Linked DNA regions of Mus musculus: region 1 is linked to region 2. A link is a contact called in public HiChIP or PLAC-seq data. All regions are on one chromosome and are shown on one strand. The core of a region is the stretch at or near the end of the contact, and the rest is flanking DNA. Distances in the headings are between cores, read along the strand shown.

What was found. HiChIP or PLAC-seq counts read pairs in DNA pulled down with a chosen protein or histone mark.
Region 1: a contact with region 2 is called in a CTCF HiChIP or PLAC-seq map of CD8 T cells, with 5 read pairs. The contact joins the enhancer-like site here to the promoter of Kif3a in region 2. A contact is called at or near these places in 1 of 15 datasets of contacts at CTCF or cohesin (CD8 T cells), 2 of 115 datasets of contacts at active chromatin or transcription factors (effector CD8 T cells and embryonic stem cells) and 3 of 9 other capture datasets (adipose tissue, liver and pancreatic islet).

The regions. Positions count from the first base shown.
Region 1 is chr11:53,652,491-53,658,048 of GRCm38.p6, forward strand. It overlaps Rad50 (RAD50 double strand break repair protein), which reads right to left. Exons shown (of 25, transcript NM_009012.2): 22 at 3,043-3,128; 23 at 2,387-2,529. Among named protein-coding and RNA genes, the nearest start is that of Il13, 21 kb to the left of the region's middle. Within about 2 kb of position 2,786, at least 51 of the 459 cell types and tissues checked have an H3K27ac peak or open chromatin away from gene starts, as enhancers often do. A contact at or near this core is called in CD8 T cells, where this site is marked.
Region 2 is chr11:53,564,050-53,569,893 of GRCm38.p6, forward strand. Kif3a (kinesin family member 3A) reads left to right here and starts at 3,320. Exons shown (of 18, transcript NM_008443.4): 1 at 3,320-3,482. The coding sequence starts at 3,477. It overlaps A430108G06Rik (RIKEN cDNA A430108G06 gene), which reads right to left and starts at 3,264. Exons shown (of 2, transcript NR_168001.1): 1 at 2,788-3,264; 2 at 605-1,665.

The DNA of each region.
Region 1 (5,558 bases), core at 1,536-4,035, 88 kb after region 2:
GCCATCCCAGGCTATGTAGTAAGAGGTGGGAAATGTCACAGGTGGCTGAAGTCAAGGACAGTTCAATGGAGATACAAGCTTTTCTGGAAGGTGGACCATTAACCACATTTCTCTGCTTATCATTTGTGCTGAAATAAAATACCGAGAAACAGCCTGGAAGCATTCCAGATTTACTAAAAACTGGCATCACAGGCTAACGGTAGATGCATACAATTTATAAGCACTTGATAATATTAATAGCAGTCTTAAGATTCACCTGTACTTCACTACACAGACCAGACTGGCAGCAAACCCAGAGATCTGCCTGCCTCTGCCCTCTGAGCATTGGGACTAAAGGTGTATGAAACCACACCAGGCCTTACAGCCCTCAGCCATGAAACTGACTGGAAAATCCAAGGACACTACATCTTCCTAACCTCACAGGCACTTTAACTTCTAGAGAGATATCTTTAAATCTCCATAATTCTCTGGTCCAAAAGAGAAGCCAGGTAGTGTGTTCTAAATCACACCGTGTCTGCTTGTGTAATTGTGTCAATGAGGGAGAACAAATTCTATGTTGGAGTTACTAGAATATGGCTCTATTTGCATCTATCTGTAGGGAGCCTACTAAATACATTCATGGTTATTAAAAATGAGACATTAAACCCTCAGATTCAGCCCCAGCCCTCTCAGGGTTGGAGGGACACAGCAAAGGGACCCAGACTGTCTGGGCAGTGCATAGTGCTCTTGTGTGAGCTCTAACCTCACTGCCTGCTGAATTTCTGGGCTGCTGAATGCAGGGCAGTACACACTTTCCCTCTGACTCCCCGAGCAGGTCAGCAGAGTGCAGGAGCTTACTGTCCCTTGGAGGGGCAGACACTTCCTTCCTGCTTCTGACCCCTACTCCTGCCCGTTTACCACTACTCACTCACATGACGCTGCAGCTTGGCCCACAGCCTCTATACCATCCATCCGACACCTCTCCTTACACCAGGAGGCAAGCACTGCCAGTTTTCTCAATTTAAGAGCAGCTCTAGGAAAACTGACTTTTGTTCACAAACCATGTTTCAAACTCATTTATAGTCAACATTAGACATCAGCAAACAAAGCAGGCAGGGATCCTGTTTATAGATTACAAGTCAGTCATTTCTTCAGACTATGGTCTTGACAGTAACCTTCATTTGCCTGAAATCGGTGTGAGCTGCCTGGGTTGGCAGTAACGGGGATAATTATGCCAGTAATGTGACATCCTTCCCTAAGCCTGTGAAGTTTTATGAAAATCTGCTTTAATATGACAGCTCAGAATCCGCACTCTGTGTATGGTTAGCAGAAATCAAACATTCATGACCTTCCTGTGCTCCTGGGATGCAGGTCTCATGCTTTAGCCTTATTGAGACATCATTTCTCATCCTGACTTCCCCTGTACTCCAAACCTACATACTACCCCTCCTCCAGGAGCTTCATGTAGTGCCACTGTGTCTTATTTAAGTGGTAAGGGGCAGAAAGTCCCTATGATACCAAAGCTCTGACAGCAGATCTCTCTATTCAATGGTCTGAGGCCCAGCCCAAAGCTGTGCTGGGGAAATGGAGCTTAAGGCCCATGCAGGGGCTATATTCTCAGTGACACAGATTAGAATGTCTCCTAGTTTGCTGTGTTGTTTGTTCATCTGAATATGGCCCTCTGTAGCCCAGGCTGGGCTCACTCACTCTGTAGCCCAGGCTAACTGTGAACTTCTCTCTTGTCTCTACTTCCATGTGCTGGGATTATAGCCAAGTTTAGAGAGTGGTGGGGTCAACCCAAAGCCTGATCATGCTGGTCAAGCACTCTACCAACTTAGGCACGTCCTTCCCCCTACTAGTGTTATTTATGATTGGCAGTATAATTACTATTACTTCTGAGGTTCTGAGATGTTCCTGCCCATTGTTATACCAGAATGCATCTTTGGGGCCCATGAAACAGTGACTTTACTTTGAGGAATGCTGTGAAGTGAAAATGGGTTTGAGTAACTTTGACTCTTTTCCTTTTAAATATATTTATGTATGAGTGTTCGTCTTCCTGTATGACTGCATGACAGAAGAGGGGATCAGAGTCCATTGTAGAAGGTTGTGAACCACCATGTGGTTGCTAGGAATTGAACTTAGGACCTCTAAGAAAGGACAACCAGTGGTCTTAACCACTGAGCCATCTCTCCAGTCCCTTGACCCTTTTTTCTTAAAAGTGATCTTCAGAGGGCTACAGGGCATGTTGGCTGGCACCAGGATGGTGCACTGATGGTAGCCATGTCTGTCTCACAAGGTGGCCAGGAAGCTGTAGGAGCTTCTCGTTCATGTAATGGTCCTCTAAGACTTCTGTGACATCAGGGCCATCTTCCAGGCTAAGATGGCTCCCTAGATTGCTGATACCTGCCTTCTGTCCAGCACTGCATCGTCCACGCATGTCCAAGGCTGTGTCCCCCTTCAGCATCACCACTCGGTAGTTGTAATTTCGCCTTTTATCAGAAGCCGATACATTTTCATCAGCATCAGATCGAATTTCTATGTATTCAATATCTGAGACAGTAAGCAGAGTAATTTAGAGAACCTACACTACACCTTTGTCACTTAAACACATCGTCATAGAAGCCTGGGACGACAGTGAGTCTGATGTCCTTAGGAGCACTGGCTGCCTTGCAAACTCTCTGGCCAGGAAGACTCAGATCATGTGGTCTGCCCAGATGCAGCCTGGATGGCCCACCCCCGCCTGGGCCCAGCTCTTTTCTAAGAGTTTCCTTTGGGTACTTTTCTTATCACACTTGGGCCTATCCCTATCTGCGCTTTCACAGAACCCATTATGTCATCAGCTAAATGTGTCTGCTGCAGCCAATATGAGTCGTACAGGGCTTTGGAAGAGAAACTGCATTTTCATTTTGTTGTAAGATGTTGCAAAGATAAGAATTCTTAGAAAACTCTCAAAGACTTGCTCAGGAAGGGGTTTGAGAAGGCAAAGCTGGCAACTAAGGTCATACAGGAGAGGCTGTGGGCAGAGCTTTGGAACAAGCATTTGAGACACACCATGTTAGTTACCTTGCCCACGATAGGTACTCCGCCAAAGATCACGAATAATTTTGTTGATTTCTTCCATTTTCATACTGTGAAATTTCATAATTGCTCTGGAAAAAGGAAGTCAGTTTTACTTAATACAATATGTACTATTTATATGAAAGACATAACTATGTAGTAGTATATGCTAAATTATATATGAATATGTATACTAATAATGATAATAATATCACTGCCCTAGTACTTTTTTTTTTAAAGATTTATTTATTTATTATATGTAAGTACACTGTAGCTGTCTTCACACACTCCAGAAGAGGGCGTCAGATCTTGTTAGGATGGTTGTGAGCCACCATGTGTTTGCTGGGATTTGAACTCAGGACCTTTGGAAGAGCAGTTGGTGCTCTTAACCGCAAAACCATCTCTCCAGACCCCTAGTACTTTTAATTAGAAAAGTAGACTATGGAAAGGTCTAGAAAAAAGTTAAACAGGACCAAGCAGTGCCATTTCCCTGGTATTGAGAACTGCCAGGCCCCAAGTTGTCACGCATCTCCGTCTTTTCCTCTGGCATCCAAGGACTTCTTAAAGTACTCAGAAGCTGCAAGGGTTGAGTGTGGTGGTACACACACATACACACCTTTAATCCTGCACTCAGGAGGCAGAGGCCAGCCTGGTCTACACAGTAAATTCCCTAAAGCTATACAGTGAAACCCTGTCTAAAAACAAATCCCCAGAACCTTTTAGAAAATAAATCTTTAACAGACTTCTTTCCTAGGCCCTAAGATCACAATGGAGAGGGATTGGGGGGCAGCCTCTCCAGAACTGGCAAGAGGCCTGTTGCGGGCAGACCTATGTGCTAAGGCTGAGGGTGTAGCTAGCCAGAGGTTCTTGTCGCAGAACAAAGTAAAGTCTCTGGAACTGCTGTCTGGCCATTCTAGAATTTTTATTTCTCTTTGAGACAAGGGTCTCTACAGGCTGTCCTCTAGATCAAGCTGGCCTTGAACTCAGAGATCCACCTGATTCTGATTCATGAGTGTTGGGACTAAAGGTGTGTGCCACCATGCACCGTGGCCAGTTTTTCTAGAATTGCTAAGGTTCATCAAAAGCCAGCCCCTTCTACCTTTTATTTTTTAGATCTGTGAATTTTACCAACCCGAAGGCATCTGTGGCTCAAAAGGAGGCCTTGACTTAGAAGCCTGACTCTCTCATCAGTCACCAGGGCTAGTACCAGTGTGCACTAACCTCCACAGGCCTACCCTTACTTCAATTCTCTTTTAAAGCAGTAGTCTCTAGACACTGAAAGAAGAAATGCTTGTGAAAGCCAAAGCTTCCTGTTAAACCTGAACACCATGCCTGCCCTAGCTACCTCAGCTCTCAGGAGACAGGACTAACAAAGTCACTCCAGTGGTAGGAAGGCAAGTTTCACAGCTATCACCATGCAAAGGATGTGCGCGGACTCCCTTCCATTTGCTGGCCTCTTATCTGATATATACAAAAAAAGAAACTAAACGTAATGCCGCTGCCTCTGTACAATCATTCCGTGATCTTCTGGTCACCAGCCAAAGAGAAAGAAATGACTCAACATAAATACGTCTAAGTATCAGATGCAGGCTGCTGAAACAGTAAGCCTGGAGAAGCCTCTCTGCTTCACCAGGTCTCCATTTTCTAACCCACGCTCATCTCTGCCTGATACTTTATGCTTCTTTCATAAAGTGTAGACAAACCAGCTATTATTTTCTTAAAAAGGGAAAATGGTAACAAAAAGTATTTCACAGAATGTTTCGAGAACCAATCATATGTGAAGATTACTTTTCCAAAGCTTTATATGCTAGGATCCTAATTTTATAAATGGCCTTTTAAAATGTTATTTTTTTCCTCTGGTTGGTAACTAACATAAATAAGCTTGTGAATGGAGAACACACACCAAGTAGGGTAGAGAGTCAGAGCAGAGGGAGCCTCGTACAGAAAGGCTCAGGGTGTCACAGAAATGACGACTGCTACAGTTGGTCGGTCGGCTGGCCGGGCAGCTGAAGTTGGGTCTCTCTGGGAGTTAGCAGCACAGTGCGTAACCACTGGGGATGACCAAGGTGACTGCAGTAGGCCATCTAAAGAAGCAGCCACTGACGTAGCTTCACCTTCTGAAAGACAAGCTGTGCTCCAAGTCACATAACATCTCTCCAATCTCCAATTACTACGAAAACAGATCCTATAAAATTTGCCTGAGATACAGAAAGTGGCTAGGAAACTAGCAGCTTTGATTATGGTAGTTTTGTTGTTGTCTGTTTTTAAGGGAGTGAACAGACAAGAGTATTGTCAAATCTTCCAAGCATGTCTACCTTCTGGGTATACAAAGCAGTAGAAAGCAGGAGAAACTGAAAACAGCAAACACTTTTGGGCTTGTTTTTCCTGTGATGAGAGAGGTATCCTAAATGCGTTTAGTCATAAGGGCACTGAATAGAACACGTGCCTGTGGAGCCAGCCTTTCCTGCTGTACATGGAAACCAGGATAAGCACACCTCAGGCAAGCACGCCGTCTACCCCAC
Region 2 (5,844 bases), core at 2,070-4,569:
ACTCTAAGGCAGATTCTTTTTTTTTTTTTTTCTTCTCTGTGTGTAGCCCTGGCTGTCCTGGAACTCACTCTGTAGACCAGGCTGGCCTCGAACTCAGAAATCCGCCTGCCTCTGTCTCCCGAGTGCTGGGATTAAAGGCGTGCGCCACCACTGCCCGGCTAAGGCAGATTCTTCAATGGGCTGTGTTGAAGGATTGGGATTGGGGTGGAAGAGAGACACTGGGGTTTGAGCAGAGCAATTGTCAGAATTCTGTTTCTAGTTGAGAGGAGGAAGCCTAGATGGAGCCTTTCTGTGTATATGTGACAGGGATAGTGTGGAGGAAGGGAGGCCAAGAGGACTGGGGAACAGGACTTAAACTTTGACAGAATAAACTTAAAATATCCGTTATGCAACCTAGTGGACTGATGCTCAGGGGAGAGGTTGGGTGGAAGGAGGGTGGATCATTGGTTCTTCTGGGCCAGGTTCTGCACTAGGCTGTGGTGAGACAGGTGAGACTCTGGACTTACTCCAAAGTAGCTCTGTTTTTGCTGGTGGTACAGGAAATAAACTTACAAGCGCAGTCATTCTGGAAGGCCTGCTCCCCATGCTTCTGGATCCGATGTATGATGGCCATTTTTCTTTTATGTTAACTTTTGTATAGTATTAATAATTTGATTTTTTTACACAACCAAAAACCTTTACATCAGTGGAAGGCATTTGAACATAAAGCAATATACTCGAAACGGATTCATTTCAGTCTTTCAGCAAACATTCAAATACTATCTCAGAGAAGTAACACAAAGAGGAAAAACCATCTTAAAGTGTCTAGCCTCAAGAGGCTCGTGGTGGCCTATATAGCTCTGTGTAGTATAGTATGATGTAATGTAACATACATTCAAATGCAGGATCTTACAAGGTAAAATAGGCATAACTAGGAACATGAATTCTGTAGCATAAATTTTTTGCAACCTACTTTTAAGAAGGGTTCAACCTCTCCTCTAGCCTACCACTCAGCAGAGGGAGTGGAAGAGACACGTTATTAGGATGGAGGGAAGTGGACCTGTTCAACGATAGTTCTTTGGAGGTGAGCTTGATCTTCTTGGTCAGCAGATCAGTCCCATAGCAAATACCAAATACAACTCAGCAGCTTCAGACCAGTCCTCTAGGCAGGCAGACACCAACCATGAACCAACAACTACATTCCAGTCCTCTTGGCAGGCAGACACCAATCACGAACCAGCAACTGTAGTTCAATCCTGGAGAAGTTGCCAGGCTTGTCAACCGGCCTGAGGAGAGGCCTTAGACGCAGCAAGCTACCATAGGAACCTTATGAGCAGTTTCTTTGTTGAGTTTCTCTCAGTATCAGAGTTGAGCTCAATGTAAGGCGAACCAATACATGAATGTTGTTAGAGAAGAATATTGAGGTGGAGCAAATCAAACCAGTGCTCTGTGCTCGTCTCCCACTGTCAGCGGGGTCATGTTTCTACTCCTTCATCACAGGTCCTTTCATGAGTTTGCTCTATCCAAACACCCTTTCACCTGTGTCTGCTTCAGGAAAACAGTCTTTCACGTGTTTGCTTTAGCAAGACATCCTTTCACCTTTGTGCCCCAGCAAAACATTGCTTGGCATAACTTTCCAAGGAAACCAGAACTTTCCACTTCAAGACTCATTTAGAATAGAGACATCTTAAAAAAAAAAAAACCAAAAACTTTAGTGGCCAGCAAGATTGCTCAGTGGGTAGATGTGCTTGCCACTAAGTCTGACTACCTCAGCTCCATCAGTGAGGTCACACAGGGAAAGAAGAAGAGGAGACCAACTCCTGAAAGGTGTTCTCTGACCTCCACACATATGAGCTGTGGCATATGCGTATTGGACCATACACTTACATAAATAAGTATAAAACTGTAATGAAAGGATAGGGGGTTGTCATTTATTAGCAACAGCTGTGCAATGGTGGTCTACATGACCATAAGAAATGGGTATTTTACCTTCTCCTACTCAGCATCTTTGAGAAGTAATACAAAACATGTTTCTAATAGTCAAGACTAACTGTGATGTATTGAAGAGGAAGTTTTGAAAGAAGACTTTTTTTTTCTTTTTTTTTGAGACAGGGCTTCTCTGTGTAACCATGGCTGTCCTGGAACTCACTCTGTCAACCAGGCTGCCCTTAAACTCAGAAATCCGCCTGCCTCTGCCTCCCAAGTGCTGGGATTAAAGGGGTGCGCCACCACTGCCCAGCAAAAGAAGACTTTTTTACAATTAAGTATATGTGTGTCTCTATGAGTGGATATATGCATGTGAGTACAGTTCCCACAGAGACCAAAAGAGGGCATGGGATTCCCCTAGAGCTGCAGTTGTGAATGCCTGACCTGAGTGCTGGGACCCTAACTCCAGCCCTTTGCAAGATCAGTATGCATTCTTAACTGCTGAGCCAGTTCTTCAGACCCAAGATGAACATTTTGAATGTTAACACAGAACACACTTTATAATTACTTGCAACTTAAACTCTCCTATAACTTCCGGGTGTGATGAAGATGCCTTTAATGCCAGCACTCGTGAGTCAAAAGATCTCTGTGAGCTCAAGGTCATCCTGGTCTATCCAGTGAGAAACCCCCCCCCCCAAGACAAACCAAAAACAAAACAAACTCTCCCATAACTGAGAAACCCTAAGCAGTTCTGTTGGGCAAATGGCTATTTAGACGGAGCTTCTCCTTTGAGTTAGGTCTCAAACTCCCAACAAATGGTTGAGGTGCCTTTTTCACATATTAAAGCAGACCTGGATGCTCCCAGCATCCCTCAGTCCCTACCTGTTACAGGGTTGGCTGGCATAGTCCACCCCGTGAACCTTCCGGCCCAGGTGCTGAGCTGCCCTTCTGGGGTCCTTCCCTATATAATCCATCCATTTTGACTCTGCTGGTCATTTTCACTTTTTTTCCCCCTTTACCTTCCTGGCCTGTTGGTCTCCTTGGTCTCCGCTCTCTCCTCATATGGCTGGATCAGGGTCCTGTTCATTCAAACTTTTGGTGCAGACAGATAGTAGAGATAAACAGAACCCAACCCCTGATATTCCTCATAAAATAAGGAGTCATCAGAATCTGGTACGCTATTGTCCACTGTTGTTTTCAATATTTGGGACACTGCCAGCGCCGGAAGCTCCTGGCAGTCTGAGCGGGTCAGATGTCCTGGTGGCCTCAACATGAACCAGCTTTACAGAGCAGAGCGATGGCAGCACCCCGCAGGCGTTGCCCCAGTCTAGCGTCCATGGAGATGGACGCGGAAAGGCCTTGCGCATGCGTACTTCAAGAGCCCAGGACACCCGAGATTGGGCGGGGCGAGCTCAGAGTGCGCCTGCGCACTGCCCTCTGTAGCTGTGTGAGCCGCAGTCTCTGGAGCGCTAAGGTGTTGCGGTCGCCTGTGGCCAGCCTCGCCCCCAAACCCGGTGTTGTTGGGCTGCATCCGGAGTGGGGACGTTGGCGGAGCACCGGACGCGGCCACCATGCCGGTGAGGATGGACAGTCGGCCACGGGGGCTTCGGCTCATCGTGTCGGCCCTGCTCGGGGGCGCGGCCGTTGCCATAGAAGCGCGCGGCGGGCGGGGCAGGGTGGCCAGGCCGGGAGGCCTTGGAGGAGAAGGGCGGTGGGGCGGCGGGGCTGGGGTCCGGACGCATCGGGGGCCGCTCGGGACCCGCCCAGTTGCCCCGGAACGCGTTGCATCTCGCCAGGCCTGCTCTGCCAGACAGAAAAGCACCGCGCGGACAGTGGAGGCTTGGTGGCTGCGCGTGGCCACCATGGTCTTGCGGATGCTCGGAACCCCAGAGTCTACGCTCTGGCCCCCTACTTCCCTGGGTATAAGCTGTCATTCCGAGCGGGCACCTTAGCTTATGGTGCAGAATGTAACCTGTAGGTGTCTTTGTGCGAGTATGCGGTGGCGATTTGGTTACCTCCTAGGATTTCACGGATTGTTATCGTGCCATAATAAGGGGGTGGTTGTAAGTCCCATTGGAGAAGACTTGAGCCATGGTAGATTATATATTGGTTATGGGGCCTTCGATGGTTATTTACAGCGTCTGGGCCCTTAGTTCCTACACATTTAAACTTTCCTTCTTGGGGTTTTTATCAAGGCAAAATAAATTAATGCACAGGACACTTGAAGGACAGGGCTTGACATTTAGCACAAAATGCTCAGTGTTTGTTTATATTTATTGCTTTATTGAATAATGAATATTCAACAAAGATTGCGCACTAGCCGTATATATGTTAACTATGCAGGCGGTAAGGTTGTGCTAGGTGTTTTTAATTCAATTTTTATTTTATGTGTATGAGTGTTTGCATGTATGTATGTATGTGCACCACGTGCCAGGGGAAGGAAGAAGAGTGCATGGAATTATTTGGAACTGAAGTTAAAAGCAGTAGTAAGCTGCCATGTGGGTGCTGGAAACTCAGCCCAGGTCCTCTGTAAGGTCCTCTGTAAGTGCTCTTAACCACTGGCCCATCTCTCCAGCCTCATTACCAAAGTTTTGACTTTGGAGAAGAGGTGAAAACCATATACATTTAACAGAGAAAAGACAGCCTTAATAAATGAAGTGAGTAATCTGCATATGGCAGAAATTGGATCTGGTGAATTGGAAAAGGTTTCCATAAAGGAATGCTGGCCTACAGATAACAGATCTACTTTTGTTTTCAAAAGACTTAAATTGCTATATTTGTGAAGTTTCTCAGTTTTAGCAGATGACTAAAATACTTAAAAATGCTTTGAGCCAGCTGGCCAACACTTTGAAAGGTTGAGGGAGGAGGATTTAGAGTTTAAGGCTGGTCGGGCAGTGGTGGCACCTTTAAACCCAGCACTTGGGAGGCAGAGGCTGACGGATCTCTGTGAGTTCAAGGCCAGCCTGGTCTATGGAGTAAGTTCCAGGAGAGCCAAGGCTACACATAGAAATCCTGTCTCAAGTTCAAAGCTATCCTTGGCTTCATAAAGAATTCTAGGCTGCCCCGTGCTTCATGGGACCCAGTATCAGAACAAAACAAAAATACTTTGAGGCAAATAAAAGGATTTTATGGGTTGAATTCAGACCCTTGATTCCTTGTTTGAATCTCAGATGAATATACCATGACAGACATCAGTCAAGGAGCAACCCAGAGTCAAAATGTATTCTTTAAAAGCTCTCTCTCAGAGTCTACTAAATAGAAAAAGCATTTGACCTAGTCAGAGAAGTGTTCCCATGGGAACTGCTGAGCTGAAAACTGAAGGATAAGTAGATGTCACCTAAGTGAAGAAGGGCATGAGGAATGTTCTAGACCGAAGGACTCGAGGAAAGTCCGCAGGGAAGAGGAGATCACGAAACTCTGAGAGGAGGAAGAGTATTTGGTAAAGCCTAGAGGCTTTTCTGTACCTCCTAAACATTTTTGGCTTGTCATCTGGGGAGATTTTTACATGGGGAATAATGTGATTTGATTTGTGTTTACACCATCGTGTAAGAGGGCAGACGGAAGGGTGGTTTAATTAGATTCAGGAGCGAATGTAGGTAGTCGACGAACGAAGGCCCAGGTGATGCTACCTAGCCTAGGGTGATGAAGGCCAAACTGGAGAGAAACATATTCATGGCAGTCCTAGGATCTTTGTCATGTAAAATTTTGACAATCAAAACTTCATATAAACGTTCATAAGACATTTTTCTCTGTATGTCATTGGCCTTCTCCGTCCTTAACTTGTCTTGGGTGGAGAGGAAAGCCGTATATGGAGGTATCACATGGTAAAAATCTTACAGATGCATTCTAGGAAATGAAATTAGATGTCATGGGAGAGCAAGAGACAAGGTCTCACTATATTATATAGGCTGGTCACAAACTCACAGAGATCCATCTGCC